2 separate regions of the Gossypium hirsutum genome follow, and region 1 is linked to region 2. The links are chromatin contacts, called in public Hi-C maps. All regions are on one chromosome and are shown on one strand. Each heading gives the region's core, a stretch centred on a gene start, on an enhancer-like site or on the middle of the called end of the contact. The rest is flanking DNA. Distances are from core to core; before and after follow the strand shown.

Evidence for each region. Hi-C and Micro-C count contacts between places; a contact is called where the count stands out from the background.
Region 1: a contact with region 2 is called in a Hi-C map of callus, with 4 times the contacts expected there. The contact joins the promoter of LOC107903729 here to the promoter of LOC107902308 in region 2. A contact is called at or near these places in 3 of 34 Hi-C or Micro-C datasets (callus, hypocotyl and leaf).

Annotation. Positions count from the first base shown.
Region 1 is chrA01:82,703,871-82,708,474 of Gossypium_hirsutum_v2.1, forward strand. LOC107903729 (21 kDa protein) reads right to left here and starts at 1,935. Exons shown (of 1, transcript XM_016829876.2): 1 at 811-1,935. The coding sequence starts at 1,665. The coding sequence ends at 1,012.
Region 2 is chrA01:82,492,361-82,497,171 of Gossypium_hirsutum_v2.1, forward strand. It overlaps LOC107902308 (probable pectinesterase/pectinesterase inhibitor 6), which reads left to right and starts at 2,570. Exons shown (of 2, transcript XM_041111538.1): 1 at 2,570-3,645; 2 at 4,016-4,811. The coding sequence starts at 2,766. The coding sequence ends at 4,503.

The DNA of each region.
Region 1 (4,604 bases), core at 685-3,184, 210 kb after region 2:
CACATCTAACTTCTTTTCAATTACGCATGAAAATTGGTTCATTAATTGTACCAATATTTTATTTAATTTTAATTATAAATTTTATTTAATAAGTATTCTATTTACTTTCGTTTATCCTCATATTTTATGAAAATTGTAAAGTTAACCCAACTTAATCACAATATTAAATATTACCATTAAATCATTAGACTTGAAAATTAGTAATTTATATTAGAGGATCATTTAATCATTTTATATATTTAACAAATTAAAAAAAATCCATTCAAATTTTTAATTTTAGTAAAATAGGAAGACAAAAATTTGATAAATTAAAATGAAAAGATTAATTAGTTAGATAATTTTGGATAAAATTCTCAATTACACCTTTATAATAAGATTATTTTGATGCATGTGATGCGCATGATTATCCTAAGTAAAATCACGAGAATAGTCAACATTGTCAAAATTAAATAATTAAATAAATAAAGGTTAAGTGAAGAACATTATAACTGCATGTGAATTTGAATTATGGAATATAATAAGAAATATTGTAACAAAATGATATTGTTTATTAGAAAAGAAACACTTTTAAGAGAAAGTGATTTACGAATTAATAAAGTACTGGTGTGGGTCCTTGAAATCTAGCATAATTATTAAATGCACCATTTTAATTTATAGCAATTAAGGTGCTTTAAGAAAAGAAATTTTTTATTGTACTCATTGATTTTAGCTTTTGAGTAAATAGTGATTCATTTCAGCTGTGTATGTATTATTTGTAATGTATTCATTCAAATTAATGCAGCTTTCTGTAAAAATTCACTAAACTCAGTGTTTAACTCGGCAAACTCAGTTCCATTAACAAACAAAAAGATGCAGCTTTCTGTTCTCTGTCACTATGGAAAGAACATAGTAAAATCCAAATTTTACCAACCCAGAAAAATAAAACAGACTCGCTTCAAAATCACTGTACAGAAAAAAAAAAGAGTTGAAATGAAGCAAAGCAATCAAGAAGAACTATCAGGTTATTAGAAATTATACATTTTTCTCATTCAACAACTTATGTGTACCCTTTTCTGCATAGCTATTAACCAATGCCAACGCATTGCTAGTAAACTTCTTCACATTCGCCGCTCTCTCGCACACCGCCGTCTTCATGGGTCCGTCACCCACATCCTCGAACCCATCCGTACACGTCTCCTCGTCCGTTAAAGCAGCGCTCATCCATGTCTGGATATTCCCCATTTGGAACCTAAAAGACTCAGAACCCGGATTCACAAGCCGCCGCATTTCATTCAAGGAGCCCCGGATTTCATCCACGGCATCATCCATGTTGGAGAAACAGTCGTGTAAGGCGGAGCTGGCTCGTGGGTCGGCACCGTAGTCTGCTTCACGGGAGAGGTTAGAGACAAAAGCTGCCATGTGACGGGCCCTAGAGAGGCTGACACCAATGGCAGTACGAGCTAGACGAGCTGGGTCTTGTTGAATGGCGTTGGCGTAGCCATAAAGGGAAGCAAAGCAAAGGTCGGGGTATAAGGTGACGGAGCAGCTTATACGGATGAAATCAGTGGCGTTTGATGGGGTGGTGGTGTTGGCGTCGTAGTCGGCGGAACACAGGGTTGGGATAGGGTGGAGATAGAAGAAGAGGAAGGTTAGGAAGAGGGGAGAGAGGGGGTGTTTGATGTTCATGCCTGTGGGTCGTATTCTTTCAGAGCAAGAGAAGTTATTTTGGGAATCGTGTTGATGTCCGGAAGGTGGTTGCTCTGTTAACTTACTTACGGTATGAGTGAGAGGACAGCAATGGTTTTTGTAGCGTCTTGAGTGGATCTTCTTTTACTTTCTTACCCATTATTGTTCTGTAAATTTTCAACTATGCCATTGTTGTCTTTTCCTTTCCTGCCTTGACTACATAATGTATTGGTGACTACCAGATTTAGTCATGTGAGTTATATAGAAAATTTCCTAAAAATATTTACTACCAAAGTAGTGGAGTTTTATATTTTTCTAACAGGGTTTTAAATGGGTATGGGTAAAAAAAAAAATACATCTACTTTTTTTGACAATGTATTAAAAATAATTAACCTTATTTTTTTCGAAAACAAATTATAATTGTATAAAGATATCTATACATGTCTTGTATGTCAAATATAAGTTCTTTGTGTATTTATAATCCGATTATAATTCAATAATTGTTTTTTATGAGATTTTGAATACTTGAGTTTGAGTTTTACTATATGCTATGTGTGAATTCTTTCTTATATTATGTTTTATTTAAATCTCATCCTTATTTGGTTAAAATGTAAAAAGTAAAATTAAGTAATATTTACAACCCTTGTCCGGTTAAAATATAGAAAGTAAAAGAAATACTAATTATAATGATTTTTTCAATTATAAAAAATTTATAGGATAAAAATGGTATTTTACATCTTGAAAGAAATGTCACTTTCCTTTCTTTAACTTGTAAATGAATATCCTTACTTAAAATAAAAGAAATTATCCAAACATGAGAAAATGTATTGCTTTCTTTTACTTTCCATTCATTCCCTTGTTATACTACAGCCCCAACATTGGGTAAAAGTGTAAGGATTAATTTCATCAAACAGACTTAAATTATCAACTTAATTTTAAATTGATCTCTAAGATTTAAATTATTCTAGCTAAGTCCTTAAATAATTCATACTATATCAATTAGGCCCTTTTGTCAGTCTAACTGTCAATTTAAGTATTAGACACTAGTTTGAATATGATGTAGACTACACGTAATATACATGTGGTACCTGTCGTTTGGATTATTCTTTTTTAACATGTCAAACCCAAGTTATTTATATAATAAGAACACACACATTAACGATTTGATTCAAGTGTTTTAAATATGTTTTAAGCTAACATTTAATACCCAAGCTAATAGTTAAGCTAACAAAAGGACCCAATTGATATAATATTAATGCATTAAGGCCTTAATTAGAATATGTTATAATCAGGGCGAAGTTGGGGGCTGGCATGGCCCCGGCCCCCAAAAATATAAAATTACATTTTAAGCCCTTCAAATTTTTTAAAAATTTTAAATTAGTAAAGGTAAAATTACACTTTGACCCCCCTAAAATTATAAAAATTCGATTTAATCCTTTACAAATTATAAAAATATAAACTATAAAAAATTAAAATTTCATTCGACCCCCTAAAAAGTTTTTCTGACTTCACCCCTGATTATAATGTTTAAAATTTTAAACCCTAATTTGAACACATGATGCACTTAACCCAAAATATTATATTATATGTAAGGTTAGAGTTCTCAAATTAATATATGTAAACAGTAAGCTTTTATTTTATTTTTAAACTGACATTTTAAAAAGAATCTTGTTTAATTTGGTAGATATAAGTTGTCATAAATTATTTAATGCTAATGCTAATGCACGAATAAGTAAAAACATTTAACAAGTCAGGACGAAGAGAAGTGGAGCATGCAAGTGTGAAACTGCGGCATATGAAAGAAAAATAAAAAGATGGGTTTTAAATTGCGGCTGGTTGGAGGCGGTGCATCCACCAAGCAATCAACCAGAAGTCGACACTCCACATTCGTCTACTAGGCGTTGATGAACGATTCACACTTCCTCACCCACCTTTTATATAAATAAAACATGCAAGTGGTTGAGTACGGATGGACCATAACAATTTGTGCCTTGCTGCCTAATTTTTCTTGCTATTTGTACATTATTTAAGTAATTAGAGCGGTTTCAAGTTATCATACATGTAACTCTGAATCTTTATTTATCTTTATCAGAAATACGTAATACTCAGTTATTAACCAAAACATTACAAATTAATGGGTTTTAGTTTGAGTTAAATGACATAAAAAGATTTGTATTTTATTACATGTTGATTATTATATTATTATAATTGATGTATGAGATAATTAAATATCAATTTATTTAAGATATCACTTGAAATAATTTTATAAGTAGGGAATATATTTGATGTACTATCAGTGTATAAATTTTTATGTACAATGAATAATAACTCAACATTTTATCATTAAATAAAGTAAAAAATAATAGACTTATAAATAAATACTAATAACTTTATTTGAACATAATTAAATAATAGTTCATTAAAACCCAAAACTTTAAAGCTAAGATCATAAATCCATAGTTATGTTTAAAGAAAATTATTAGAATCATATAAGATTGAAAAGTAGGAAATACGTGATATTAGCAGCCGTACTTATTTTCCAAGTGGGGGGCGGGTGAAGTAACCGACCACACTTGATTGATAGTTTTTTATGTGAAGGGGTTAGTTAATTAAATTAGCTAGGAGGTTCAAACATTGCCCATTCCAGATCATTATTCCTACACCCACTACAGTGAAGCGTGCTATATTTTCCGTTGCTTTAACCGACTGTAGGGCCCCAACCCAACCATTCCCTCCTCTCTATTGGTTTCCAGCATCTTTTTGGACAGTGGAGAGGTCACTCCGCTAAATTTAGCACTGAGATTCTGCTCATGTGATTAGGGTTTCATTTAAAATTAGTACCTATTTGTGGGTTGCTAAAAAGGTTTTTTGTTTTACCCTTTAAGGCCTAGACAATACGACCATGGCGTTTAAGCATTTGCATATAGCTAGCTTCCTAA
Region 2 (4,811 bases), core at 1,320-3,819:
TTAGCTTGAATAAAAATCGTGAAGTATAGATTTTTGCCAATATGAAGTGTAAAACTTGGCTCCAAACCTTAAGATACCTTAGTGTATGGTTTTTAGGTTCATGATATGGGAAATATGGCTCATGTGTAATGTCATTATTTTTGGTAAATGAGGTCTCTAAGATTCAGTTACTTATAAAGGTTTAATGGATGCTAGGCAATTTTTTGTCATCCCACCCTCAATTTAAAAAAGACCACTCATTGACTTCATTTTGGTAAATTGGCAAGCCCTTGTAAGAGGATGGCTAAAAATCAATATTTCTGGTTCTCCAAAAGGGAATCCATGAAAATTAGGAACAGGAGCCTTCATTCGAGATCACCATGGCTAATGGTTTATTGGCATATTTTGACACATTCCATTAGCTACTAGTGTGATGGCAAAACTTTGGGATTTATGTGATGAATTATAACTAGCTATTAACTTGAACATTAGAAATCTTGAGATTGGAGTTGATGCAACCTCTATCATAATTTTTTTCTGATAGTATGAACTTTAATGTTTTAATTACCCACGTTGATTACTGATTGCAGGAAGCTACTAACTAATATCTAGACTTATATTCTCGCTATAAAAATCATTGAATTTTGAAATTTCTTAGATGGAAGTTGTTTTCAAGGAGAAAATATATTGAATAAAGTTAATTAAGTTGTTAATTAGATAATGTATATATATATATAAATATAAAAGGACCACAAATGTTTAAATTGGAAGCTTTTAACAAATTGATCTTAGGGAAGCATGGCAATTGACAATGAAGAATGAATTTCTAAAGGTAATGATGTTTTTGTATTTTGATTATTCATGTTCGAGTTTTATTATGTTTATTTGTAAACGACTGAGTTATCAATCCATCTTTCATTTTGAATTTAAGTCTAACCATGTGCACTTTATAATTATCAATTTATATTTTATTCTAAATATATTTTAACTATCAAGTCGTTGGCCTGTGCTTTCTGCTTTCTAATAATTTGATGATGGTTGTAGTTAGGGCATATTGCTTGTACTTGTAATTTGGTTTGTGTATTGTACTACTTGATTCTATTTTAAACTATAAGGATGTATTGTAATTTTATCTTAATAAAAAATGAATTTGTAGAAAAAAGTAATACAAAATCTTTTCATGATAATATGTAATTTATAAAACGGAGTTCCAAATAAGTTTTTTTATTCTTTAGTTTTTAACTTGTAATTGGATAGTTTGGTATTTAGTTAAATAAATAAAAATATATTATATCTATAGTTTTAAAAAAGTGTAATTTAAATATAAAGATTTAGGATACGGACAGAAGTTGTGCTATTTTAAGGACCAAATTTTAATTTGCAATTGTCTGAGATGAAAAGAAAAAATGAGTTTCAAGTTTTTATTTTACTAAATTAAGAAGAGCAATTATAAATATTAGGTATCAAATATTTACGATGAAATATGAATGGTTTTTTTATAGCACAATTGTCTGTAATTATAAAATAGATTTTCTTTTCATTGTTAAATAGAATATTTATTGTAGTAATAACTTTTTTTAATTCTAAAAAGAATGAAATACAGTGAAGGATTAGCTCTCTTTCTTGAGCTTGGAAGCATTAAGTTAAACTATGAATTTAGTTAAAAGCTATAAAGCGAAAGAGGGAACTTAAATCAAATAGATAGAATGATGCAAACTAATTCAATATTGATGGTGCAATTTAATTTTATAGTTTTGATGGACAAAATACTAGTGGTGGTCTGCTTGTAGATAGGGTCCTTCAAACAAGCTTTAAATTAGTGGATTATATTGTTTGTCATGTCAAATATAGATAATCCATGTCTTAAAAGAGGAAAAAGAAAATATTAAAACCAATAATAAATAATTATAATTATAACTTCCAAGTCAAAAATACTTTTCAATATCATATTTATTATTACATGATTATTAAATGAATTTGTTTTTTAAAAGTTTAAAAAGTCACACAAATAATTAGATTTAAAATTTTAAATCTAAAAAGTAGAGAGACTAACTTAAAAATAAAATTAAGGATTAAATTTTAAATGTATGTAATCTATAAAGACTTAGAAAAATATATTTCAACCTTTAATTTTATTACTATAATTTAATACAAAAAAAATAATTGTAATTATTTTTTAATAATTTAGCATGAATTAAATTAAAATAGAGAGAATAAACTTGAATGCCTTAAAGCCCGAGAATGGAATAGATTATCTAAAATAAAAAATAAAAAAGATTGTCCTAATAATATATGCTACTCCACAGGGTCAGTGGAATGAATATGTATCCCTATTAGTTGCCTAAAGCTTCCAATTTATTGATTTGATGCAATATGTATGTTAATAATTTGTTAATGGAGAATTGGAGTTGGAGACATGCATAAAAAACCATATAGGAAGAAAAGGTTGTTCCAACTACAAAATTGCTTTGAAAATTCTTTTATACCAAACTCAAGTGTCTAAAGTTATAAATAGCCAAGACTTATGAGTCAATGACTTCACCCTCTTATTATTAATATATTTGTTATTATGTCCATAGTATTAACAAAATAAAATAAAGAAAAAACCATACAAATGCCCTGAGCCACAAAGTAAGCCCCTGGGCCCAGTAAATGAGGAAATTGATCCCCCTTCACAATTCATGTTTTCTCCCACTTTTTTGTAGCTCTATATAAACCTCTCTTCCCTCCCTTTCTTTTCATCAATTCAAACATTCAAAGCTTTACATCTAAAACCAATTGTCTTTATGGATAAGCTTCTTGCCATACCATTTCTCATTACTTATTTCTTCACTTGTGTTCCCCTAGGGAACGTTGCAGCTACAATAACATCATGTACCCAAACACCCTACCCTGATGTCTGCAACCATTTCATGGGAAATGGTGTTAATGTTGCAACATCAAGCCTTGCCTTTGATCAAACCCGCTTCTCCTTCCGTGACCTTGCGATTCAGGTCACCTTAAACCAAGCAGTTCAAGCTCATCACCTCGTCTCTACCATGGACTTGACTTCTTTCAATGAGCGAGCCAAATTGGCTTGGAATGATTGCTTGGAGCTCTACCAAGACACCATTTCCCATCTTAACCGATCGAAGAGCACCAATAGTCCATTAGATGCTCAAACCTGGTTAAGTGCTGCCATAGCCAACCATCAAACCTGCCAAAATGGCTTCATTGACTTCAACTTGGCCTCTCATTTACAAACCTTACCACTCATGCTAACCAACTTTTCCAAGTTGATTAGCAATTCCCTGGCCATCAATAAGCCCACTGTTAATGTTACCGCTAATCAAGTTGGCAATAGACGCCTGCTTGCCAATGGATTCCCCACTTGGCTTTCCGGTGTCGACCGAAAGCTCTTGCAGAAAACTGGTGCACCATTAAAAGCTGACATTGTGGTGGCTCAAGACGGTTCCGGCAACTTCAAGACCCTATCGGAGGCGGTGGCTGCGGCTGGCGGTGGAAACAGAACTGTCGTACACGTAAAAGCTGGAGTTTACAATGAGAATGTTGATATTCAAAGATCAGCTAAAAATATCATTTTAATTGGAGATGGAATTGGCGCTACGGTTGTTACTAGTAATAAAAATGTTCAAACTACAACAACTTTCCGCACTGCAACATTTGGTAAGCAACATGTATAAATTATTTTAAAGTCACATTCTAAACTTAGACAAAAACATAAAGTAATCCTAAATTAAGAAGAAAAAGTAAGGAAAAAGAAACATGATTTGAATCACAAATCAAAACACTCATGCAAATAATCTACATCAATTTGTTCTTTTATTCTTTTTAGAATAGTAAAAACATGATTATTTTTTTTCTAATTAGTTGGATATTTTTATGTCTCCCATTTCACCAACACTATAGTTCTTTACACAACTAAATGAGAAAATATAACAGTAAAAACGTGAGAAAAAAATTAGTCCTCTTGCTTTTTCCTTATTTTCAACCTATCATTTGATTACTCACATCATTCGTTCGTTTCTTCTTTCAGCCGTTGTCGGTGATGGCTTCATAGCTCGTGACATCACTTTCGAGAACACTGCCGGACCTCAAAAACATCAGGCAGTAGCCCTCCGCTCTGGCTCTGATTTCTCAGTCTTCTACCGTTGTAGCTTCAAAGGTTACCAAGATACCTTATATGTCTATTCCCAACGCCAATTCTACCGCGACTGTGATATTTATGGAACTGTAGACTTCATATTCGGTGACGCTATCGCCGTTTTCCAAAACTGCAACATTTATATTCGACGACCAATGAGCGGCCAAATGAACACTGTCACAGCACAAGCAAGAACTGACCCAAATGAGAATACGGGGATAATCGTCCACAACTCACGTGTGACGGAGGCGTCTGACCTGAGGGTCGTTCAGGGTTCATTCAAGAACTATTTGGGGCGACCATGGCAGAAATACTCGAGAACTGTGTTTATGAAGACTGGTTTGGATGGACTGATCGAGGCAGAAGGTTGGTTACCATGAAGTGGGAATTTTGCTTTAAGTAGTCTTTACTATGCTGAGCATATGAATACCGGCACCGGTGCAAGCACGGGGGGGAGAGTGAAGTGGGGTGGATATCGTGTTATAGATGCTACTGAAGCCGGGAAATTCACTGTTGGTAATTTTCTCGCTGGAAATGCATGGATTCCAGGGAGTGGAGTGCCATTTGATGTTGGACTATGAATTTGTTGATTTCGGCATTAGGAAAAATGTAAATACCAAAGTAACCCTATGTTTAAAATTGTCATATAGCTTTGGGTGATAAAGACTATGTATATATAATTGAATTT